Regions from separate parts of the Mus musculus genome. Here all the other regions are linked to region 1. The links are chromatin contacts, called in public ChIA-PET and HiChIP or PLAC-seq maps. All regions are on one chromosome and are shown on one strand. Each heading gives the region's core, a stretch centred on a gene start, on an enhancer-like site or on the middle of the called end of the contact. The rest is flanking DNA. Distances are from core to core; before and after follow the strand shown. Region 1 overlaps Il17ra (interleukin 17 receptor A). Region 2 overlaps Mical3 (microtubule associated monooxygenase, calponin and LIM domain containing 3). Region 3 holds the start of Rad52 (RAD52 homolog, DNA repair protein). Region 4 overlaps Mical3 (microtubule associated monooxygenase, calponin and LIM domain containing 3).

What was found. ChIA-PET counts read pairs in DNA pulled down with a chosen protein or histone mark. HiChIP or PLAC-seq counts read pairs in DNA pulled down with a chosen protein or histone mark.
Region 2: a FOXA1 HiChIP or PLAC-seq map of pancreatic cancer cells shows a contact between it and region 1. The contact joins two enhancer-like sites. A contact is called at or near these places in 1 of 39 promoter capture datasets (stem cell-derived epiblast-like cells) and 3 of 115 datasets of contacts at active chromatin or transcription factors (large pre-B cells, microglia and pancreatic cancer cells).
Region 3: a contact with region 1 is called in an RNA polymerase II ChIA-PET map of memory CD8 T cells, with 3 times the contacts expected there. The contact joins the promoter of Rad52 here to the enhancer-like site in region 1. A contact is called at or near these places in 2 of 39 promoter capture datasets (both in liver) and 3 of 115 datasets of contacts at active chromatin or transcription factors (double positive thymocytes, effector CD8 T cells and memory CD8 T cells).
Region 4: a contact with region 1 is called in a FOXA1 HiChIP or PLAC-seq map of pancreatic cancer cells. The contact joins two enhancer-like sites. A contact is called at or near these places in 2 of 115 datasets of contacts at active chromatin or transcription factors (microglia and pancreatic cancer cells).

What each region holds. Positions count from the first base shown.
Region 1 is chr6:120,468,235-120,474,549 of GRCm38.p6, forward strand. It overlaps Il17ra (interleukin 17 receptor A), which reads left to right. Exons shown (of 13, transcript NM_008359.2): 2 at 3,858-3,882; 3 at 4,692-4,838; 4 at 5,520-5,632; 5 at 6,056-6,182. Among named protein-coding and RNA genes, the nearest start is that of Il17ra, 8.2 kb to the left of the region's middle. Within about 2 kb of position 2,602, at least 154 of the 459 cell types and tissues checked have an H3K27ac peak or open chromatin away from gene starts, as enhancers often do. A contact at or near this core is called in double positive thymocytes, effector CD8 T cells, liver and 2 more, where this site is marked.
Region 2 is chr6:121,098,801-121,105,115 of GRCm38.p6, forward strand. All of the region lies in intron 1 of Mical3 (microtubule associated monooxygenase, calponin and LIM domain containing 3), which reads right to left. Among named protein-coding and RNA genes, the nearest start is that of Mical3, 29 kb to the right of the region's middle. Within about 2 kb of position 2,626, at least 40 of the 459 cell types and tissues checked have an H3K27ac peak or open chromatin away from gene starts, as enhancers often do. A contact at or near this core is called in pancreatic cancer cells, where this site is marked.
Region 3 is chr6:119,900,421-119,906,735 of GRCm38.p6, forward strand. Rad52 (RAD52 homolog, DNA repair protein) reads left to right here and starts at 2,278. Exons shown (of 12, transcript NM_001166381.1): 1 at 2,278-2,415.
Region 4 is chr6:121,014,985-121,021,299 of GRCm38.p6, forward strand. It overlaps Mical3 (microtubule associated monooxygenase, calponin and LIM domain containing 3), which reads right to left. Exons shown (of 32, transcript NM_001270475.1): 16 at 6,199-6,315. Among named protein-coding and RNA genes, the nearest start is that of Gm4651, 46 kb to the right of the region's middle. Within about 2 kb of position 2,722, at least 81 of the 459 cell types and tissues checked have an H3K27ac peak or open chromatin away from gene starts, as enhancers often do. A contact at or near this core is called in pancreatic cancer cells, where this site is marked.

The sequences.
Region 1 (6,315 bases), core at 1,352-3,851:
ACCAACAAAGTGAAAGGAAAGAACCAACTCCTGAAAGTTATCTCCCGGCCTCTCTGTATGTGTGCCTGTGTGCATCACACACACAATAAATAAAAATGAAAAAAAAAAGTTGTAGGGACTGAGAGACTTAGTGGGTAAGCTCTTGCTAAGCAAGCATGAAAGCCTGTGTTCAGATTTCTACCGACCACAAGCCAGGTGTAGCAGCTGTGCCTATAACCCCAGTGTCAGAGGACAGAAACAAGTGGATCCTGAGGGCTCACTGGCCATCTTAGAACACTGAGTTCCAAATTCACTGAGAGGCCTTGTCTCAAAAGAATAAGGTAGAGAAAGACCCTGTCTCAGAACAAGACAAGGTAGAGAAACTACAGGGGAGGCGCCTTGACCTCAACCTCCGGCTCCCACACACCTGCACACAAGTACATGTGCATACCTCAACATCAGTGCAAATTCTATATTGAAATTAAATTATAAATAAAAATAAATAGAGGTGGAATAGATGGCTCAGTGGTTAAGGATACTGTCTGGTCTTCCAGAGGACCAGCGTTCAATTCCCAGCCACCATATCGTGGCTCACAACTACTTATAATTCCAACTTCAAGGGATCCTGCTTCCATTTCTAACTTCTTCTGGCATGCAAATGGTACACAGATACACATGCAGGCAAAACACCAGGCACATAGAATATATATTTTTTAATTTTAAAGAAGCATATGTCTCTTCCCCAAATAATATTCTCATTTGCTCACCTCTTTTTTTTTTTTTTTTTTTTTGGTTTTTCGAGACAGGGTTTCTCTGTGTAGCCCTGGCTGTCCTGGTACTCACTTTGTAGACCAGGCTGGCCTCAAACTCAGAAATCCGCCTGCCTCTGCCTCCCTAGTGCTGGGATTAAAGGCGTGCGCCACCAAGCTCGGCGCTTATCTCATTTTTAAATCTTTTGTTTAGATTAATATCATAAACTTTCATCTTTAAATTCATTTTTAAATTTTATTTATTTACATCCTAAATGTTGCCCCTCAAAGATTTTTTTAAATATTTATTTACTTAATGTATATGGGTGCACTGTCGCTGTCTTCAGACACACCAGGAGAGGGCATTGAATCCCATTACAGATGGTTTTCAGCCACCATGTGGTTGCTGCCCCTCAAAGATTTATTAATTAATTTTACATATATGAGTGCTCTACCTGCTTGTACGCCTGCAAACCAGAAGAGGGCATCACATCCCAATATAGATGGTTGTGAGCCAACATGTGGTAGCTGGGAGTTGAACTCAGGACCTCTGGTAGAGCAGACAGTGCTCTTAACTGCTGAGCCATCTCTCCAGCTCTTTAAATTCGTTTTTATTAAGTAATGTAGGGATTCCTTTTTTAAAATTGTACTGGGATATTTAAAACAGCTCCCTAAGTCACACTCAAGCCTGCTCCCCAAAGGCAGGCACTTATAATGGACTTGTTTGTTTCTTTTGACACCTATGTTTTCGCAGTGTGCCTTTTTACTCACCCCGGGTAATAGAGGAAACATCACTTGCTCCAGATCTCTGCTTTCCCATTACATTTGTATCATGGTTTGATTTTCAGCTTCCTGTTGTTACAGCAAGGCAGCTGTTGTCTCTAGTGAGGCAAGAGATGCACTTTGATAAACATTTTTCTGGTAGTTACTCCCCTCTCCCCTTCACAGATGATCACACATCCAACTATTAACAAGCAAGACTGAAACTGTAGGGCTTGAAGTATCAAGCTATTTCTGTCAGTTGTAGCAAGCTAGTCAGCCAAGTGTTTCCAAACCCCTCCCACTTCCTCCTCTTGTCAGGATAGGTAGCATCTTGCCCTGGATTTTAAGTAGCTTCTGATGGGTAAGAAAGAGGGAGTCCCCCAAATGCAGTATAGCTGCTGTTGTTTCTGTAAGAGTCCCAGTCCCAGGAGCAGTTTCTGTCCTGTGTCCCAGTTCACAGGAGTGCTGGATGGGAAGAGAGGAGCAGGCTTGTAGGACTTAATCTCAGAACATGGTATGCTGTGTGTCTGTGGGAACGAGCAGAGACATCGAGATAGGTCTTGTTTTACACCTGCAAGGACCATTTGGCAGGCTGTGATGTTAGCCCAGGGCAGTGAAGGACAGTTAGTCACAAAGAACTGGGAGACGTACGTGAAGTCTGGACCCCAAGAGCATGTGAACTGGTGCCCCAAACAGGTAGGAAGGACACAGATGAAATAGTAGGCTCAGAATGGATCCTGGCATGATATCATCCTGTGGCCTATTTTATGAATGAACCCTGAGGCATCACATCGCCGAGTCCTGCACTCTGCTCCCTCTGGAGAGACAGCTGTCAATCAGTGTCCATCCTAGACACAGTGCGGTACTGTGCACCCGTCATCCAGGCCTTGCCTCTGCTGCACATCAGCTTCATGGGATGGTGTGGGCCAATCTGGGTAGTTCAGGCCTGGAAGTCACAGAACTTGAATTCCAGAGCTTCCTTGCTATCTTGCCAGCAGTGACAGTCACTCCTTAGAGTCCCAGATTCCAGCTCTAGAGGATGTCCCCTATCACTTGTGACAGAGATTGGCAGTGTTGCCAGTGAACTATGCATAATGAGTCAGGGTTTCATGACTAAGTCAGAGTTCTGTGGCATTTCCTAAACTGATGGCCAGTCTGAGAACACCAGCCCAGTGTTTACAGTGTTTGTGAAGCAGAAGTGAGAAGTGAAGGTCTGTTTCATCATCTCCCATATCCACTTCCTGCCCTGCGTCTTTACTCCTGTGGTTAGTTTAATTTCCAGCAATAGTGTGAAGTTGGTGTTAGAGTATTCTGATTTTTTAAAAAAGATTTATTTATTTTATGTATGTATGAGTACACTGTTAGCTGTACTGATGGTTGTGAGCTATCATGTGGTTGCTGGGAATTTGAATTCAGGACCTCTGCTCGCTCTGGTTGACCCCACTTGCTCTGGTCGGCTCTGCTCTCTCCGGCCTAAAGATTTATTTATTTTTATATCTATATCACTGTCTTCAGACACACCAGAAGAGGGTGTCAAATCTCATTACAGATGGTTGTGGGCCTCTATGTGGTTGCTGGGATTTGAGCTCAGGACCTTCAGAAGAGCAGTCAGTGCTCTTAACCACTGGGCCATCTTTCTAGCCCAACTACTCTGATTTTATGTTGAAGAAATTGAGGCTTTGAGTAAGGTGGTGATTCAACCAGGGCTCTGTGTGTGTGTGTGTGTGTGTGTGTGTGTGTGTGTGTGTGGCGCATATGTGTGGTGTTGTGGTGTGTGTGTGGTATATGGTGTGTGTGTGGGGGGGCAGAACAGTTATTTAAACTTTTCCTAACAAGTTTATAAATTTGATGCTTCACCTCTGAGGAAAATTAGAAACCTTGGAATTTTAAGACCTTCTTTTCCAGACACCCTCTCTGTTTTGTAGTTTGTTTTTGTTTTTATTATTATTTCTTTTTATTGTTTCAATTCCCAGCCCATAACAGTTATTCAGAAAGCCTCCAAGTCTAGCTTTGCTTGGCAGCTCATGCCTTTAGTTCCGGCAATCAGGGTAGTGGAGACAAGCTGTTCTCTGTGAATTCAAGGTCAGCCAAGTCTAGGATATTCTGTCCCCCAAAGATGCGCCCTCTCCCAAAGATAAAACGCCTCCAGTTCTGTTTGCTGTCTGCCCACCACTCACCTCCTCTGCTGGACAAAGAGGAACAAAAGTGCAGAAGACTTTTGACTACTTGGCAGCAGAGCAGCTCCCAAAAGTGAGCTGGGAGGGAGACAGGGACTGTGTGAACCGCTCTCAGGGGCCTGCCAGGCAGCGGGGCCACTGGGAGCCTGGCCCTTCTCATCGGTAATCAACACTTCCTTTCTTCCCACAGGGGCTGAGCTGCAGAGTCAAGAATAGTAAGTCCTCTTTTTTGTTTCACTTATTGCCTCAGTTAATACAGTGAGGGCCTCCCACTGACTTCACAGGGCAGCCTCCTGTGGGCTGAGCTCTGGATGGGGGTTGCCACCGTCAGCTGGGCCATCTTCGTTATAGGCATCTGTGCTCCATGAGGAAAACCTTCATTCATTATGCAAAATGCAGTCATTCCCCCTCTGCCATCTGGGTTTTGGATGTTGCCAGGGGTGGTACCCTAGTGCATCTAACTATGCCTGTCCCTTTCAGCTTGTCACAGCATCAGTGGTGCTGGCTTGGCTTGGGGTTTTTGTTGTTGTTGGTGGTGGTTTATTTGTTTGTTTGCCTGTTTGGCTTTTGTCTCTGGGAAGATTTTCCCTATGCTGGATATAGAACCCATTCTCTCAGTCTGAGCAGACAAGCTCTCACCTCTGAGCCACAATCCCAGCCCCTGCCTTTGTTTTAAGGCTGAGGCACATACTTCAAATGTCAGTGCTAATTAGGAGCCGTGACAAATAAAAAGGCGGAAGCTCTCACTGCGCCCCTCCCTCCTGTGCCCCCATTTCCAATGGCTGCCTCTTTTCAAAACCCTTCTCCCCAAACATTCCTTGGTTCTTTGTCCGCAGAGCTCTGGGAGCATCCCAGACCAGCATTAGAAAAGAGCAGGCTGGCTGAGAGATTGCCACGGCCACAGCTGGAAGGTTGAGAACAGCTGCAGCCCTTGAACCAAGTTGAAACTCATAGCAGGTCTCTGGACCCTCTAAGCAGATCTTAGGGTCTTGACTGCAGGTCTGATAGTTGTTCTCCTCAACAGGTACTTGTCTGGATGACAGCTGGATCCACCCCAAAAACCTGACCCCGTCTTCCCCAAAAAACATCTATATCAATCTTAGTGTTTCCTCTACCCAGCACGGAGAATTAGTCCCTGTGTTGCATGTTGAGTGGACCCTGCAGACAGATGGTGAGTGGCCACATCTGCCAGCGCCTGGGTTTGCCCTTGGGAGGAGACCACTGCTGCTTCTGTTTGGTACTGGAAGGCTCCATTGTTTATCCAAGGAGAACTTTTCCAGTGTTAGATGTGTGCCCACAGAGTGTCTTCTGTTCACACTGTCTTTATGAAAGGCCTTCCCTTGCATCAACTTTTTATTACACAGGAAGAAAAAGGCAAGTGGTTAATTTTACAAATAATTCCAAATATTTGGTAGAAAAAATGATAGCGGTTTTCTCTCTGATTTTCTCTTAGCTTAGGAGCCAGAACTTTTCAAAACACATTCCGGACCTCCTTAGGGGTGATTAGCTGCAGAATTTCTGAACACAGCCAGCCCCAGATCTGTGAAGGGGCAACAGCAGGTGCTCTCTGTGGGTCCCTAGCTGGTGCTCTCGATGACTCCAGCAGCCTCCCACTGGGAGGGTGAGCGTAGCTGCTGTTAGCACTTTGCCCTGTGGCCAGGGCTCTGACCACATGGTTGCAGAATCTTTGCTGCTTCCTGCTATAGACTGTCTCTTGTCCCACTAGGAGGTACTTTCTGCAAGGCCTAGGAGGGGGGAAGTGGGGAGTTAGGTAACAGGGCAGATGGGGAAGAGACACACCCTGGCAGGGGGTTGGTCTGCATCTGTGTCCCCTTTCCTTCCTGGCCTGCAGCCAGCATCCTGTACCTCGAGGGTGCAGAGCTGTCCGTCCTGCAGCTGAACACCAATGAGCGGCTGTGTGTCAAGTTCCAGTTTCTGTCCATGCTGCAGCATCACCGTAAGCGGGTAAGATGACAGCCTCACTGCACTGTGTTCCTAAGTGACACCAGTACAGGCTTCTTGTCCCAAAGGCACACCTAACTGAAAGGGTGAGTTCAAGATGTGAGCCATAGTGAGGGGCAGAGCCCGGCACACCTGCTTCCTATTATTCCTCCCACTTGACCAAAGCTCTCAATGAGGCTGGTTCATTCTCGAGAGTGTGTGCGTACGTGCGTGTGTGCGTGCGTGCACGCATATGTGAATGGCATGGCCATCTACTGGTAGAATTTTTAAACAGACAGAAAGGACAAAGATAGTGTGCCTCTAATGTAGGACTCTGTGGTTGTCCTTTTGTTTGTCTGCTTGTTGGCTGATAGAGGTGTGACATTGGGACTTGGTACACAGTGGCGGAGGGCGTTGTATGACCATCCCATTGCCTCTCTTCCTCAGTGGCGGTTTTCCTTCAGCCACTTTGTGGTAGATCCTGGCCAGGAGTATGAAGTGACTGTTCACCACCTGCCGAAGCCCATCCCTGATGGGGACCCAAACCACAAATCCAAGATCATCTTTGTGCCTGGTAAGTGCCCTTCCAAGCAGCCACTTGGTACTGGGCTCTGGGTGAAGCAGCAGGGGCTCAAACAGCAGAGGCTAACTCTGCTTCACAGTGGCTGCAGACCCAGGGGCTGCTGTGCCTCCAGCCGAGGCCTTTA
Region 2 (6,315 bases), core at 1,376-3,875, 630 kb after region 1:
TGGGCTCCTCCCTCTCCTCCCTGCTATCTAATCAGAATCCTCTTTCCAAAGGGTCTCTGGCATCAGGTCCCTTCCTCTTTATCTTCAATGCCAACATCCTGGCCCAGTCCTTTGTCATGTTACATCTGATTCCCCAACCCCCACTCCCTAGACAGGGTTTCTCTGTATAGTCTTGGCTGTCTGGAATTCACTCTATAGACCAGGCTGGCCTTGAACTCAGCGATCGGACTGCCTCTGCCTCCCAAGTGCTGGGATTGAAGGTGTGCGCCACCTCTGCTGGGCTACATCTGAATTATTACCAACTGCTGGGGGTGGACAAACTCCAACCAGTGGCCAAATCCAACCTCCAAGTAAGACGCTTTTTTTAAAATATATTTCAAGGATTGAGGGAAACCCAGACAAGACTCATTCTATAATTGATGAAAGTTACATAAAAATTCCTATTTCATAAATTACAGCGTCAATGGCCTATAGCCATGCCCACCGGCTCTGCATTATCTCCAACACCTTTCACAATATTCCTGAAAGGCTGTCTCTGGGTATGGGTGTGGGAGTGGGGGACTCCCAGTGACATGCAGTCCTGCCCCAGCTGCATGTGGTGGGAAATCACCTCAGTACAGAAGCAGAAGGTTGACAGGGGTGGGGGCTTTACTGAGACAGCTTTTGAGAGGCCATTACCCACACTGAAATGGAACTATATAGTGATGCCACTGTTTTGAGATGACCCATATTCCTATAGTAAACCCAGTGTACTCCCAAGACGACACAGAGAGCTTTCTTGAGTGGGTCGTTGCCTCTCTATCTGGAGACAGTCAGAGTCTGTCAGACAGTGTCACAAAGACAGAGTGGAGGAGCTGCACCAGAGAGCACCCAGCTCCCAGAAATGAGAATGCTCCCTTCAGAAAGTGACTCCTTCCACAACAATCTTGCTCTCCCATCTCTCCCCCTTTACCTGACTTTCAACATGATTTCCACGCTGTTACTCAGGGCGAATCCCACCTCCATAAACTGTCTATAGAGTGCGATGAGGCAAACCCAGGCCCTGGGGACAGACGGGCTCCGTGTGCTTGCTCATGGCTGCTCTCATCTTTTAGAAAGCTCTTCTCAGCTGGCCACTAGCCTGCCTTTCAAGGCTCTGGGAAGAACTCCTGGCTCCCTTTCCTCAGCTCCTATGGCACCTACATTTACACTCGCTCATCACGGCTCTTGCTCTTACCACACTGCAAGGGAGTCATCTATTTGTGTGTCTGTCTCCCTGGCTACACCAAGATTCCACAGGGAGAGAAACGCATCTTACTCACCTCCAAGCACCCAGGCAGAGCCTACCACAGTGGTTCAGACTCACTGGTACTGAGCTCAGCAACCAGCGAGGAGGGCTGCCCCCCTCACTGCCTATAATGTCCTGGGCTCGCTCTCAACTCTAAGCCACTGCTTTGCATCGCATACCCTCTTCTCTGTGTCGCCCATACATTCTTGGCAATGTGGCCTTACGCTGGAGCCTGGTCAACCTACCAGAGGCAACACTCTTAACTGTCCTTCTTCCCAGGAGCTATCACATCCAATGGCTCCTGAGCTAGGGGTGGGATTTCACATCCACCTCCCCTTGCTATGCCGGGACTTGGTCTGGCTTGAGCTCCCATGGAGCGTGTGCGTGTGCGCGTGCTGTCACAGCTGCTGTGGGTCTGGAAGGGCTGCTGCCCTGCTGTGTCTGCAGGACAGTATTCCTTGTATTTGTTCACAGCCTCTCTGGCTCTTACACTCTTTCTGCCCCTTCTCCAGCAATGATCCCTGAGCCCTGGGAGAAGATGGTGCAGTACAGATGTTCTTGATGGGAGATGGGGGTGGGGGGTCATGGTTGGGTGGAAAGGGAAGGGGATAGGGATATGGGAAGAGTTGAGGTGGGGTGATTATGGTCAAAACAGTGTGCAAAATTCTCAAAAAAAAAGTATGAAAAAAAGCTGAAATTACTAAGTGAGCAAACACTTCTATAAAGAAGACTGAAGGTTTAAAAGGGAGGTGGGTACTCTCTTCTCACCTAAATACTCCTCTCAATGACCTAGGATGCATAGGAATCACACCTTTGTAGGCTAGGGGTCAGTGTAGACCAGGTTCAAGGCGGAGGCATCTCTCTTTTATGTCCTGAGTGTCCTAAGGTGGATGCTGGTTATTTCTACGTCCTCACCTGTGAAGTTCAAATGACGCAGAACTGACCATGCCTGTAAACTCTAAACCAACACCGGGCCCAAGCTGGCTCTCCTCGAGTTAGAGCTGTTTTGTCTTTGTTTTCCCAATCAATGGCCCATACCATTTTTGTATTTACACACACACACACACACACACACACACACACTCATACACACACACATACACACACTCCCAGATATACACATACTCACACACACTCAACTCACACACACTTACAGACACATACACACATACATACACACTCACACACAAACACGGACACACAACCCAGTACAGTGACGAGGCCAAGCGGTGCCATCCATAAGTTAATGAATATATCATTTCAGGAAGTTTAAAAGATTACTAGTAGGACAGAGAATGCTGAGTCACAGGAACAAGGCAGACAGTAATCAGACAGCAAGCAGGAGTGAGAGGCAATTAGCAGGAGCAGGTGGTAGTCAACCTTGGACGGGACAGCCAGGGATGGCCCAAGGACAGCCATAGATGGCCCAGGGACAGGTGAGCTCCTCCTTGCTCAAGCACGTTTCTTATTCAAGATTCTGCACACAAACCCATTCCTGGCTCACTGCACAGCCTGAACCCACACATGCTGTTCCCGAACCGAGAGGAAACCCACAGCCCCAGGCCTACACTCCAAGTTTCAAAGGCACAGGCAAGAAGACCACTGTGTGCTTGCCACGTACCTGGTGGGATTGTGTCTGCCTGTAACCTCGAAGCAGGACTCTCAGGCACCTTCCTGCCCCAATGATCCTGACAAGGAAACCGAGTCCAGGGAGGCTACAGAACACACATGAGGTCACATGCTCCAGTCTGATTCCAGAAGGCACGCTCTTTACCACCACGTAAGCTGGCACCTCTACTCCTGAGTTAGAACCACTATGCATCAGCTGAGAGTCCTCAGGCAGGTCACCTAGCTTCTTCAGGCCCTTCTTCCCAACCCATTCAGTGGACATCACACGGCTATGTATAGTTAGTGTAAGGAGAAAAAAAGATCATAACATAAACACTTCTAAGTAGACACCAGGAGATGGGTTCCCTTTCCAACCCACAGCCTAACTTTTTTTTTCTTTTCAGCCAAATCCCTTGGTCTCCTTTACTGTGGGGGACCTATCTATGCCACTCTTGGTTGCCCTGCCTGCTGCATACATTCAAGTGTTTTAGAGACCACAAGAGCTTGCAAAATAGCCTGGGAAGAGAAAAGGCAGGCAACTGTGTGTGAGCACCATTGGAGAAGCCGGTACAGACAACTTCTGGTGTGCCAATGAATAGTGCATGAGCACAAGGCAGGCCAGCCAGCCCCTGCCAACACAGCATCCACCCTGACTGACAGTCCATGACAGCACCTAGCTCTGCCACACCAGCAAGGCAGGGAAGCTACAGAGGCCAAGTCCAGGGGCCTCTTTGTCTCTGAGGCTGCTTATAGGCATAGCATAAAGAAGTAAAAGCAAGCGAAAGTGACAGGCAAGTAGGAGAGGTGGCTCCCACTGTGATCCCAGGCCTCTGGGAGCTGAGTTCAAGGCCAGCCTAGCCACACAGCAAGACTCTGTTTCAAAAGCCATAACCAAAACAGAGATAGGCCATCATTTGTACCAACAGTGGAAGATCAGAATGCTTGAAAGTCACATACAAACAAAATGTCACCTTCCTAGAGAAAGAATTATGTCACAAAATTCCTTTATTGTGATAAAGTCCACTTCAGCCAAGAAATATAGACAGGCACGAGGAGGGGCACATTTCCATACGATCGCCTTTAAGCCCACCAACACTTCTCTGGGATCGCTGTCCACAGAGAACTCTTCATAAGCAGTATGACCCGAACATGCTCACCACATGGGATCAGAATGCTTGACTTGTTTCCAGGATATAAAAGCAAATTTCCACTAGAGTGGATCTAAAGCGACCCAAAGGTCTTTGAAAATACAAGACTAAACACAAGCAAAACTGTATTCCACTGAGTACACTCGGCAGTAAGAAGTCCAAGGAGGCCTTCATCAGCCTCCAAATATAGCAAGTGACCTCGAAAGATGAGCAGAAGGTGGGGGCTTGGGAGAGCCTGAAACGGCACCGCAAGGCTCCACCCAGGCTCCGAGTCATAGCTGGAACGGTGCTGCAAAGAAGCCCTGGCAGTTCTAACAACAGTTCTAAACCCACAAGTGACCAGTGGAGGCCCTCGTGACCAGGACAGTCAGAACACCTGGGAGAGGGTGTGGCCGGCAGCATGTCCTCTAGGCGTGCTCGGCCACTAGAGTACCTGTCTCTCTTCTTGGCAAGCAGTGGCTGGGCAAGGACAAGGATACCAGCCAGCAGATTCTCCAGTGGTGATGGGCCCAATGGCCGCCTGCAGGAAGTGGAGGTAACCCAGCCCTTCCTGCAGCCATGGTCCTGAGGAGGAAGAGCTACAAAACAACCCAACCCTGTTGGCAAAATACAAACATCCCAGCCACAGCACAGGGGGTTAGGTAAAGCCTAGAAAGGCTCCCTGTAATGTGCAAGAGACAAGCAAGCAGTCTTGGATGGGTACTGCGCCTCAGCAGTGCGCACTTGCGCACCACTCCCAAGTTCCACGCTCCTGACCAATCGCACCTGCGCACCACTCCAAGTTCGGCACTCCTGACCAATTAAATCACAGATCACCATACAGCGAGGCTTACTGCTCTCACGTTGTCACCTACAAATACGGTAACTTCCTGCAGGCTCCGGAGAAGTTCTTCAATAAACATGTCAAGGGTGAGTGTGTCAACACCTGAAGCCCTTAGGGACTGTCCCTGCTCCTCTTGGGCTCCCGGAGTGTGACGAGGCCCAGAGCTCTCTCCTTAGTCCACCTTCTCTAGGAAGGCTGGGCACACAGTGTTCATCTCTGACCCATCAGGTCCACTTGCTCACAGGCAAATACCAAAGACATAAACTTGTCTGCTACTCCTCACCCCCATCCACCCAACCTCTGCAAGACTGGTTTGGAGAATAGCCTATCTGTGTTGGAAATGATGTGACAGAATTCAAGCCTCTGGTTAAATACTTCCTTTTTCCATTTTCACAGGGAAATAAATGAGTTCAGCTGGTCCAGGCCTAACTGGGTAAAAGGCTCTGCTATAAAAACTCGATTGCCAATTAATTATACACAGTGGTGTCTTCCCCAGACTACTTCTTATCCATAAAGAAACCAAGGCAATGACAACTGATCTGGACTTCAGCCTTGGGAATGACAGACCCACGGCAGAGCCAGAGAGATGGCTCAATGAGTAAAAAAATTGCTTGTTGCAGAAAAGCCTGATCACAAATTTGATCCCTGGGATCCACAGGGAAAGGAAAAAGCCAACTCCCAAACACTGCCTCTTACCTTCACTCGTGGGCCATGACACATGTACACGTATACACACATGCACACAGCACGCTGCACACCGCTAACCACTATATACACACACACAAAGTAACAGAAACTAAAATCATGGAAAATTTAAGAGAGAGAAACTCACCTAAGTCACAAAGTAGAGGAAAGAAGAGATATGGACAGACATGGCTGTACTCAATCCCACAGCCCAGCTCCATGACCCCGGAAGACCTTCCTACTGCCCTGCACTGCCCTCTGAGAAGCACACAGGCTACACCAGGCCTCCAGATGCTCCAGAGTGGAACACTGAAGAGAAATCAGGCCAGACACACGGGAACACACCTTTAATCCCAGAATCAGAAGGCAGAGGCAGGAGGATCTCTGAGTTCAAGGCCAACCCTGTCTACGTAGCTACTTCCAGGCCCAGGGTGACAAAGAGAGACTTCCTGGAAGAAAACAAACACACACACACACACACACACACACACACAGAACTCCTGAGGCTGGTTCAGTCCGTTTCTATAAATGAAAGGGAGAAGTGTGATTATGGTTTTTAGGAGTCACAGGCGTGTGTGAGGGTACAGGCACAGCCTGGGAATCCTGAGACCACCACCCTCTTAGTAGAAAGATCGATGATAACAGCACAACTTCCTGCCCCAATTGGCTGCCCCAGGCTGGCTTAGGACTCTGCAGAACACTCACAACACAGTGTCCACTCAGAGGGTCAGTCAGGGCTCTTCAGTGTCTGCCACTATGGTCATATGATCAGGACTGTTATGAGT
Region 3 (6,315 bases), core at 1,028-3,527, 570 kb before region 1:
AGGCCAGCTTGGGCTATCAGGTAAGACCTGGAAAGAAAACCAAAGTGTGTGTTGTGCCGGCAGAGATGAGACTGTTGGGCAGGGAAATGGAACCCTAGCCAACCTTTGCCAACAGATAGGCAAGGCATTTTTGGAACTTTGAAATGAATTGCCCCAGTTTGACTGGAGCCGCAGAGAGACAACACTGAGAGATTGTTCTCTGAATAGAGAAAAAAAGCAAGTTTTTTGTTGATTTGCTGAGCTAGGTAAAGCAGCCCCTTTGCCCCCATTCTTTTTTAGGTGTATGGGTATGAACATTTAGATGTATGGGTATGAACATTTAGATGTATGGGTATGAACATCTTACCTTCATGTATGTATGCACTACGTGCCCAAGAATGCCAGAAGCAGGCATCAGAGCCCCTGGACCTGGAGTTACAGATGGTTGTGAGCTGCCATGTGGGTGCTGGGAATCTAACCCCAGATGCTCTGCAAGAGCAACAATTTCTCTTAACCACTGAGTAAACTCACCAGCCCGTCCTTAGTGGTTTTGTTTTGTTGAGACAGAGTTTCTCTATAGTGTAGCACTGGCTGTCTTGCAACTCCTTATGTAGACCAAGTTGATTTTCATTTGTGTCTGCCCTCTGAGTGCTGAAATTAAAGGTGTGCGCCATCTTGTGCTGCGTCTTCATTGTGGTCTCAGTGGGGTCTCGGAGCATGAGGCCCTTTGGATTTGGGCGGCTATATGATATCCAAAATATAAAAAGATGTTTAACATAAGTAATTATAAAAGGAAAGGGGTTCAGCCACATGGCTCAGTACAAACCTGATGGCCCTCTTCCCTGCGTCCCCTGAGCTTGCAGAGTCTCCATCTCTTCTGCGAGGCCCACTTCGGCTTCCCTGCAGGCACCCGGGGCCAAGCTCCTGCAGGCACCCGGGGCCAAGCTCCTGCAAGCACCACGTTCTGAGGCGCACGGATAACAGATTAATAGTCTATTTTTTTAAAAAAGATTTGTTTTTATTTATATGTATACATGTTTTGTGTGTCTGGGCAAATGAGTGTCGTATGTTTACGGTGCCTTCAGAGGCCAGAAGAGAGCACTGGGTCCCCTTGAACTGTAGTTACAGGTAGTTGTGAGTCCCCTAATTTGGATGTGGGGAACCTAACTCAGGTTCTCTGAAATAGTACGTGCTCTTAAACTGTGGAGCGATCTCTGTAGCCGTAGATGTTCAGGTTCTCCTCCCCTGTCGTTGGGATTGAGTCCATTACTTCCTACATGCCAGGCAAGAGTCCTACTACTAAGCTATAATGCCAACCCTCTTTTTACCTAGACAGGTTTTAAGCCCAGGCTGTCCTTGATTTTGGGATTCTCCTATCTCAGCTTCCCCAGTAGTTTGAGTTACAGGTCTGTGCCACCAGAATGGAAATTTGGTACTCTTGCATCGGCCAGTAGCACAGTTTCAAATGATGTTTTTCTTTTCTTCGAGACAGAGTTTCTCTGTGTAGCATCCTCGAACTCAAGACATCTGCCTGCCCCTGTCTCCTGGGTGCTGGGATTAAAGATGTGGCCACCACTGCCCTGAGAAAGAGTCTTTCCTTTTTGTGCAAGTAATGGGCAAGTTGAGTGACCAGCTAATTCCAGAAACAGAATTCTGAGTTTCTCTTGTAGCTAGTGTCATTGTCCTGTTATCTTGGTCTTGTCAGTATGGACCCTACAATGTGCTAAAGGACTTTCGATTTATTTATTAACTGCATCTGACTCCGTGTTTCTGGGAAGATTAGTTAAGTCAACCATCTAGGAAAACACGAAAGATCCTGGATATAGTGGCCATATAATGAATTGGTTAAATTGCAACAATCTGAAGGCCTGACCATTAAAAACAAAAAGTTCTCAGTATATAAACTACACATTGGAGACGTAGATCTGTTGTAAAGCAGAAAACATCATAAACTGAGATCAGTCTGTGTTTAACTTGGAGTGATGCCTAAAGTGTAACTGTCATCCAGTTAGTTCCGGTTGAATTTCAGGGGAAATCCCACTGGCTGCCAGGGTCTCAGAGTTTAAAAGCACACCGAGGAGAGGTTGGCTCCGGGCGTCACCCAGCCGGGTCACACCAGGGACCCTCGCAGGGCGCCTACGGAAACCGAAGCGGCTTGCTGCGGCTGCGGGAAGGCTGATCGCCGCGGGCGGTGAGATAACAGCCCAAGAGCGCTCAGGATGCTGAGTCCTCCGCCGCTTCCAGTTCGCGACTTGATTTGCGACAGCCTGCTTTGCGGCTCTCGGCGCCTTCTGACTTGACTTACGGCCTTTCCTTCTGTTTTTCTTTGGGCGAGGACTCTGAGCTTGCAGAGTCTCCATTCCTTCTGCGAGGCCCTCTCCGGCTTCCCGGCAGGCACCCGGACCGAGCTCCTGCGTGCACCGCGTTCCGAAGCGCGTGAGTGAGGACGGTCCTCGCCGGGGTGGTTCTAGCGGGGTCGGGGAGCGTGGGGCCTTTCGGATTCGGGCGGCTGCTGGACACGCCCGGCACGGGGGCGTCTCCACCGGGGAGGCCGAGCCCTGAAGCCCCCACGGTTGCGCTGGATCTGGAGGGAGGCGCCTGGTCCGGGGTTGCTGACCGCGTGCTCGGGAGCACCGTGCGACACGCGCGCTGACTGTTAACAGGACTGTCTAGGACAGGGTGAAGTCGGAGGGAGTCGGTGGGGCTGAGAAGAAACTGTGGACTTGAGGAGTTTGACATTCAGGGTAGCCTTTCTGGACTTTGAAAAACGAAGCGTGCATTAGTACGGTTAAATTCACTCCTCGGGGGTGTACAGTTCTCTGGTTACTCATATGCTTGGGGGTTGTGTAACCCCTAGCAACATCGAATTCCATAACATTTTCATCACTCCTAAATAAATCCAGAAGCCACAGTTAGCTCTCCCTCTCACTTTTCCCGTCATCCTAGGACCCCCGTCTGCTTTGTCAGTGAACCTGTTTCACTTGTATGAAATACAGTACTTTGTGTGGGTTTCGGTGGGATCTGTTCCGCAGAATAAAGTTCCGATGTTTGTATCTCGTTTGAATTATCCATCAGTTGATTAAGTTGATGGTCATCTAGGCTGATTCCCCTACATGGCCATCTCAATATTGCTTCTTTAATAAGACCTGGACAATTAACAGCACCAGTTGACATGCCAACTTGGATTGGGGGAGGGGTCTTAAAGGGCCCCGCCCTTAGATGAAGAGCTATACGCAATTAATGACTGTCAGAAAGGGAGAATGGCTTTCCCAGAGATGAACCCCCTAATGGATTACCCAGTACCAAGTGATCAGCCCTAAAATTGTACATGTACATGCTACATTAAACAGACTTAGGGGTTATATTTATTTATTCATATATGTATGTCTCTGTTGTCTGTGTAAAACAAAACAGAAAAAGGCTATGAAGTTGAGAGAGGGATATGAGGGATTGGAGGAGAGAGAGAGGAAATGATGTGAATTATATTTTATTTAAAAAACTGGCTGCTGCTCTTCCCAAGGACCTGGGTTCAATTCCCACCACTCACATGGTGGCTTACAACTGTCTATATCTCTAGTTATAAGGGATACCTTCTTCAGTACTTGTGGTGCACAGATAAGCATGCAGGCAAAACACACATACTTATATAATACAAACATTAATTTTTTTTTTTTTTTTTTTTTGGTTTTTTCAAGACAGGGTTTCTCTGTGTAGACCTGGCTGTCCTGGAACTCACTTTGCAGACTAGGCTGGCCTTGAACTCAGAAATCCGCCTGCCTCTGCCTCCCAAGTGCTGGGATCAAAGGCGTGTGCCACCATCACCTGGCTGTTTTTTTTTTTTTTTTTTTTTTTTTTTTAAAGAATCAAAATTTCTAATCTTTAAAAAAAAATGCAGGCTGGAGAAATGGCTCAGTGGCTAGGAGTAGTGGCTCTTCTTTCAGAGGACCTGAGTTCAATTTCCAGCACCCACATGTCTATAACTTCCATTGCAGAGGACCCAGCACCCTCACATATATGCAGACAAACACCAATGCACATAAACAGTTTTTAAAACAATGTTAGCTGGGTGTGGTGGTACATACCCTTAATCCCAGCACTCAGGAGACTGAGGCAGGTGGATTTCCGTGAGCTCGAGACCAACCTGGTCGACAGAGTAAGTTCCAGAACAGCCAGGGCTACACAGAGAGACCCCCCTACCCCCGAAAGTCACCTCTTTGGCTGGGTTTATTCCATGGTCGTTTGTTTATAGTTGTAATTGTGAATACAACTGTGTTTGTCATTGGTCTGCACAGAGCCTAATGGTTTTTGTGAATTAATTTTGCCTTCTGGTACTTGATTAAAGTGACTGTCAGCTCTGAGACTTTCCTGATGGAGTCTTTGGGTCTCGTGTACAGAGCATGCTGTCTACAATTAAGGGTGCTTTGGCAGCTTCCTTTCCTCTTTCCCTACTTTTTCATTAATTGGTGAGAGACAGGGCCTCTCTCGCACTGGATCAGGCTGCCTCCAAGTGCTGGTTAACGGTGAGTACCATCAGGCCAGGCTTGCATTCTTTTTTTTTTTTTTTTTTTTGTAGCTTTGGCTGTCCCAGAACTGAGAGATCTGCTTGCCTCTGCCTCTGCCTCCCAAGTGCTGGAATTAAAGTCATGGGCCGCCTTGACCAGCTCTGGGTGACAGTTTCACCTAAAATATAGATGGATGCTTTGATGAAATTATAAGACCAAACAGACAAGATATGTTCATTATTTTCAAAATCTAAGTACAGAACGGAGCCGACTTCATTTCTCATGTATGTAGACAGGGTTTGTGGTGATAGCAATTTGAATATGAAGCAAGATTGCCATCCATGTCCCACCCCAGCACTCCCCCACAGGAACAACCTCAAATGTGAGATACACCGACCAAAGTCACCTGGGAAGGGAAAGGAGTTCCTGCCACCTGCCACCAGAAGGCTGTGGGCTGGCCTCTTTCTGGACAAGGCCTTCCTTCTGTGCAGTTTTGGTTTATTCTGATAGAACACTGGACAATATCTGATCTGGACTGAGAAGGCAGGGAGTGGGTACACAGTGAGTTCTAGGGCAGTCTGAATGAGACCCCAACTAGAACAAACAAATGTCCCGTATGTTAATCCCAAAGATGGGAGGAGAAGGACCGTTGACTCACATCATCATGGGCAAGTTAATTAAAGCAAGCAGTTAGTGAAAATAAGCCTTTTCTATTTGTGTACATTGGCTGCCTCCACTTACGGCACGGTTGGAGAGATCAGCATTGGATATGAGGAAGCTAAGACTTTCATAGCTCAAGGGTAGGAGGTTTCCAAGTGTGGGGATTGGCAGGCAAAATAGGCAGAGTTACAGGTGCAGAACAAAGCATAACAAGTAGTTCTAAAGACCTCCTGAAACAAAGACATGGTTGCAAGGTGGGCATAACAAGGTAGTCCTAATAACTGGTATCCATAGCGACCCCTTTGCAACAATGGTGGGTTGCAAGATAGTTATTAACTTTTTGAAACAAAGACATGATTACCATTCCTGGAACAGGCTTACAGAACCATTTGTAGTTAAGGTTGTAGGTGGGACATAGCCCAGTCCTTGAGAAACAGGTTTAATCATGAACAGGAATGAGGCTAGTTTGTCTTTACAATAAGATGGCTTTAAAGCCCAAGATGGAGGCAGGCTGGGTCTTCACATATCTGCCATGAATAATGGGAGTTGGTGGCATAACCACTTCCGTGATTCAGTAGCAAAAAGTCTAGCATGGAATTTTTTTAAAATAGCTTTTAATTATTTTCTGTGGGACTCGCTTGGGTGGTATGTGGGGGTCAGAGGACAGTGTGCAGAAGCCTCTCTTTATTCCACCATGGGTCCCCAGGATTGAACTCTGACTTGGTGGCAAGTACCCTTACCTTCTGAGCTATCTTGCTGGCCCAGGTCTTTTTCTTTCCCTGTGATACATACCCATGCCTCACCCTTTCTTTCCATTGTCCTAGTTGATCCTTTTCTCACTCCTCTCTGTGCTGGTGTGAATCATCACTGTTAAACACGGCCTGCTGGGGAGTAAGTATGATTTTAGTCTTCCTTGCCTCAAGATTTCCCATTCCTGTCTTCAAGCTGATGTAATGGGTTCATACTTTGTAGGTTCTTTATAAACACTGCTGCTGTTTTGAGAAGATGAGAAGAGTTGCTGGGAAGGAGAAAGGTCAAACTCCTCCAGAGACAACGTCTCATTTTCTGTCCTTCCTTCCTTCCTTCCTTCCTTCCTTCCTTCCTTCCTTCCTTCCTTCCTTCTTTCCACGAGTTTCTGGAAATGCTTTTAGGTAATGAGGAAATGGAAGAGAGT
Region 4 (6,315 bases), core at 1,472-3,971, 550 kb after region 1:
CAGCCTGAGACTTCCCTAACCAGCTGTCCACAATCCCACCGGTACCAAATTCCATGATCTGCGACAATTTTCTGCCCACCTGCCTCTAATGAGGCTCCCTACACAGGCCAAGCACTGTGGTTAGTACAAAGGTGGAACGATGTGTGTTTCGCACAGTGGTATAAGATTGGAGGCGTGCAGTGAAAGGCTCAGGGGAGGAGGGTTGGCAGGGAAGCTTTCCACAGCAAGAAAGGTGGGGAGAGGACACCGGATGAGCAAAGGACCTTTACAGAGCGCAGAGGAGACTCTGGAGTGGGGAGCAGGCCTTGAATAGGAACAGGGGAGCGGGGCTCGGGTTACTGAGGGGAGAGGTATGTGGAGCCTGGTGGCACTCTCAGTTAATGCAGAGGATCATGGGAAATCTTAGGACAGGCACAAGGCTGCCTCAGTGAGCTGAGGTGGCAACTGTGGGGACAGGAGGACCACACTGTCCACTCAAGGTAACTTGAGATGTCCATCCTTGGGAAGTGGATGCTAGTGTCTGGGGTCTGACCTCATCCAGTGCCGATGCCACACTGCCACAGGCAGCATGAGCCCAGCACCAGCCTCTGGCTCCCGCTCGGTTCCAGGACATTGCTCACCTGTCCTCTTGCATAACTCCTTGGCCTCTCCACCCTACACCTCAGAGTGCAAATTGGAGATGGTGGTGGGACCTGCCCCACAGTTACTGTGGGGACTGACTGAGTGACTGAGGAGCAGAACAAATGCTCAAACTGTGAGCCCTTTTTGTTTGTTTGTTTGTTTGTTTGTTTGTTTTTGAGACAGGGTTTCTCTGTGTAACCCTGACTGTCCTGGAACTCACTCTGTAGACCAGGCTGGCCTCGAACTCAGAAATCCGCCTGCCTCTGCCTCCCGAGTGCTGGGATTAAAGCTGTGCGCCACGCCCGGCTGTGAGCCCTTATTAAGAGGAGGCACTGGGCAGTCACAGAGGCTAGCACGGCTCAGTTCTTAGGCCCAGGGGCGGGAGGAGGAAGGCCTGGAAAACCAGATGCGTCGTTAGTGGTTACTTTTGAGGTAGGCTACCTTCGTTATGAAAATATCCTGTCACAGATCCTGCCCTCAGAAGTGGCTTTTTAAAATTTATTTTATAGGGTTTCAGCTCAAAGGTCAGCAAGCCATTCTGTGTGCATACGGTATAGGTGTGTCCACCCTGAATGTGAGATTGTGCGGTCAACAGCCACAAGTATCTGGTGGCTTTCAAATGCTTTAACCATCTGCTTGGAGCGTGAATGGGTGGCTGGGTTGGTTAGAAGAAACTGTATAAGCCAGAGAGCAGGCTGTCAGTATCAGGAGGAGCCAACCCCATGCAGGGAGGCCACACGAAGCTCTCTTGTCTCTTGTGCACATCTTAACTATAGTACATCAGGCAGCAAAAGAAACAGGGCTACTCTAAGTGAGGTCCTACAAAAATGTGTGCCTCTTGGACCTTACGGATGTTGGATCTGAGATGAATATAGTTTATGCTTTGGTGTACGGCTGTCCTCCCATGATAGGGGCTAGAACAGAACATGCAGGATTTGAATACACAGGGCTCTCATCTGGGGTCCCGATAGGAACTGTTCGCTTGTAACAACGAAGGTTGTTTTTTTTTTCCTTTTCTTTTTCTTTTTTTTTTTTTTTTTTGCTACAAGTCATCTTTTAAAAACTTATCCCTGAAAAGAGTGGCTACTGAGCTGATCCCTACATTCATAGTGTAGGTGGTAGGACAGACAGGACATAGAACATGCAGAGGGTCACCTGCTGGCCACTGCACGCCCGGCAGGAAGGTGGAGTAGGGGTAGGAGAGAGAGTGATCACTTTTTTGGGGCAGGTCCGAGAGCGCTCCTTTTCCCGTCGCTTTTACACCAACAGACACAAACAGAAAGAACATGATTGAAACAGGGCCTGGGTGGAGACTGTTCCTGGCAGAGATGAGGAACATTTACATATGTGCAAAGCATCCCAAGAGGCCCCTTCCTTGACCACCCTCCATAGCACCTAACTCTGTGTTCAGGGTGATTTATCAAGTCTCTTGTTTTTCATCTTGGACCAGAGCCTCAAACAAAGGTGGCCTAGGTAACCGAAGAACTGGGGAAACCTTGGTGTAATGCTCTGTAATGTCAAGGGTCAAGGGTTTTATCAGGAAAGAGGGGCACCCCAAAATGGGCCTGATCGTAAGCAGATGGAAAAGGTAGATGACCCCTATGGGATCTCATATGACATATGCACACCAGGTCACACTGCAGCAAAGCACATTCCCACTAAAGCCTCCTGTGGCCACGCTCCATCAATGCCTTAAGCCCTTCACTCACATCTAACAGTTCCAAAAACTACAAAGAAATGCCAGCCAAGAGGCTCTACAGATTAATTGCCAGCTCATCCTCATCCTGCCTGTACCACATACGCCCTTCTTCGTGGGTCGGTCCACGGTTCTCAGAGAGGCTTCTCAGCCATTTGAGAAACAAGCACACACTACCCCGGGCCTCTCTGGTACTTTCCAGGAGATTCTCAGCTTCCTGTACAGACTGCTGTACTGGGAGGAGGGCGGGGTGGGGAGGTGTGGCAGCTGTAAGATCAGAAAAACATCTCCACTCTGTGTTCCCACCTCACACGACAATCTGCTCCCAAAGCTAGGCTGGCCCATGGGCCGTCTGTCTGCAGGATGTACTCCTGAGATCAAAAGGAAAGGGAGGGCAAAGGACGAGCTGCAGTGTTTATGCTGGAAAGCGCGGCACGCAGCCACTGGCAAGCAGAGCTGTTGCCCATTTTCTCCCTTCCACACGATGACCTAAGTTGGAACAGGTTCTCGGGCCAACTCTGCCAAGGAATGCCACGCCTGCCACACCTCCTGCCTTAGAGGAGAACCACTTCAAGAGACACACAGTGAGTCACAGTGCTGTCCAGCCTGTTGGAGATGAGTGGCCAGCCAGCAGTGGCCCAGGCACCCCTTGCTCGGAGTCCCCAATTCTCTGGACACATCTCTAGCTTTCAGGAGATAGCCACAATTAGAGGGCCAAGCCCATTTGTCAGAGTTGCAAATGATGAATGTGTGTATTCGAAGGGACAGAGTGTGAGGTACAGTGTGTCACCGTCACTACTGTGGGCACTGTGTAATTCATGATTCAGTGTAGCCTAAAGGCCTGATGATCTAAAGTGGTTTCACTGTTCATGGTCACCAAGGCTCTTCTCATCTGCCCAAGGCTTTCTTCTAACTAACCTGATGGTGACAGTAAGGGGCCGGATGACAAGTCCAAGAGACAGCAACAACAACCAAAAGCAGTCCCTACATGGGACCTGTCACAATGCTGCTGGCTACTGGGCTCCATGAGAAGCCGGCATAGAACCAGGTGCCTGGTGACCTTCCAAGCTGCCAGGTCTGTCCTCACCAGGACAGAGGCCAAGACCCAGCCAGCAGACTCTGAGCCACATACGCTGTCCCCTCCTTCCCGGCACAACCAACATAGCTGCACCAGCCCAGACTGCACACAGAGCCACCCATGTCCCAGGTGACACCAGACCTTCCTCTTCTGTTCTTTTGTTCTAAAACCTCAGCCTTTTCCAGGAAGGGTAAGACTTTACAATTCCAAACTCTGGGTTAGGATTCACCTATTCCCTTCCATCACGGCTTCAAGCAAAGGACAAAAGAATTTAAAACACGAACTCTTGATGACATCCTTCAGAAGGCCTCCCTCTATGAAGCGGTTCCTACTGAGGCAGGAAGATTACCTTCTGTTGTGAGTGTGCGCACCGCTCCGGCATTTTCCTTCTCCCTCCCTGGGCCCTGTCTTCCACGTGGAGGATTATGAAGTTAGAAAGAAGCATTTTCTTCCAAATGCAATTTCAGTAACACCCCACTCAGCGCTTCCTAGCAGTAGAGCTGGTGAGGCTGGCCCAGGGAGAGGCTAACAGAACCCAGCTCACATCACCTCAGCGCCCACGTGAGTGATGTGACACCTGTTACTTGAAAACTCATCCAGCATGGCTCCCAACCCCAGCGACAAACTGTTCAACTGTGACGCTGGGGAACAAACGGCCGACACTTCCCTCAGACCGACTAGTCTTCCCTTCTGCCCATGAGTGGGCTCCAGGAGTTCCTGAGAAGGGGTGTTTTATTTGTTTTGGGGTGGTACAAAGGATGGAACCCAGGGTCTCATTAATGCTCTGCCACTGAGCCACCGTCACAGCTCCCAAGTACCTCACCAAAACATGAGGACAGAATCCTAAGGTGGGTGGGGAACCACCCTTGAACATTTTGTATAGGTCTGAAAAAAACAAACGCCTAACTCAAGGCTAGTTCCATATTTCCTGCCTCAAACCAAACACCTTGCTTCTCCAGTTCTCACAAAGGACAAAGGTCACCCGGAGATGGGCTACTAAAAAGCCAATTTGGGAGCAATGCTACAGCAGCAAAGACCTTGACCCAAGGGCTCAAGGCCATACCCTGACAAGTCCCCACATCATTCCAGCTGCCTTCAATACCAAGTCAACAGCCTTCCTGGACGCTCCTCAAATCCCAGGGAGTTAATACAGCCACAGAATCAGACCAACACCGTCTGCCAAATGTTTCCCAAAGTCACCACTCACAGTCCAGTGTCTTCCTGCCCTGGTGAGCTAGGCTTTCAAGGTGGGCCAGGAGCAGGGATGAGGTGAAAGGCCAGTGGCAGCCCGTTCTAGACCCCAGCAATTCCTTTACCTGTTTCCACTGGGGGATGGGAGCAGGGCGACCCTGCTTTGGCAGGTAGCAGGACGGCTGGCTGACCCCACGCTCTTGTGTTGGCTATGACACACACAGGCCACGTGGGAGTGGGGGCAGGACATGGAGACAAAGCAAAATAAAATACATTAAGATAGAAGACACGGAAAAGTACCTGTGGAGGACAGACACACATCTATAAACCGTGACGAGGTGGGCAGGCTAAGTTATCTCTTAGGAAGTTACATTAATAAAGAAAAGACATGGCCTTTGTCCCCAGACCAAATGCAAGTGCAGCAACGGGGAGAGGGGAAAGGGGGAGTTGACAGGCTGTGGTTTTTGTTACACCTTTCTCAGCCTGAGTTCTCTGGGGTCTAGACTACTATCTGATTTGGAAAACTAACTCCCCCATGAAGAAGAAAGCAGCCTCGCACTGGAGGGCACTCTGGCCTCCTGAGGTGGGGCCGGCCAAGTTTGCAGCAATCTCTACTGCTCCAGAGTAAGCTACTCTCCCGGCTGTGACACAAAGGGAAAAGCTGGGTGGAGACATTAACCCAAAACCAGGTCTGTGAGCAGAGAAGATGAAGAGAGACTGAGCCCGTCCTCCTGTCCTCCCAATTCCCTTTCAGGTGATCAGGGAGCGCTGTAACACACTTCAGAGACTTTGAAATTGCCTGGCCTTTCTCTGTAAAGAAGTTAGGTGACTTCTGCGGAGCAAGGAGGGACAAGACGTGTGTGGCTGCTGCTGGATTCTCACATGTGGCTTAAGGAGAGCACCTTAAGGGCTCACATCCCCGGGAAAGAATCTTAGCTCTCAGGAGCACGAGCATCCCCGAGACTGCACGGCTGTATCTCATCAAGGATGAGAAGCAACTAAAGCATCCACCACAGCTAGGGACGGAGAAGAACATGGTGTGCACACACTCTGAAGACGCCTGTGAGCTGAGAGGTCACCGGGGTATGCCATGGTCAAAACACCAAAGGCAGAAAAGGAAGCGTGTCCCCAGAGTGGTCTCCACCATGAAAACAAGAATGTCCCCAGAAATCGTCCAGTAAGAAACGAAGCAAAATTAACAGACTGTACATGCCTTAGTCACCTCTACTACACTTTCCAGGTTTCCTCCAATGAGCCTTGTTCTTTTTCTTTTCTTGAGCTGGCTTATCATGATGTGGGCCAGGCTGGCTTTGAACCCACGATCTTATCGCCTCGGCTCCCCGAGCATCGCTTTCACACCACTGTGCCAGCTACGCGCTTCTTTTGTATGTAATTCAAGTGTGTATGTATGTGAACATAAGTGTGTTTATAGTCATCCAGACAAATACGTTTTAGATCTCTCTACTGATTCTGGTCACAGATTCCTTGAACCTGAGGCAAAGCTAACACAGCTGTGAATGTGTAAGATTCAGACAAGAGCCTGGGATATCGCTGCATGGAGACCTTCCTTCCTGTACCATGTGGTCATTCGGGAGCTGAGCTTAGGGCTTACCTGTCTCCTCACACCAGTGGACTGAGCAGGTGCGTTCTCTTCAAACTTGGCCAGCAGCTGGGTCGCCATGTACTTCACTTTGTTCTGGTTCCCAACGGCAGCATCCATCCGTCTGTC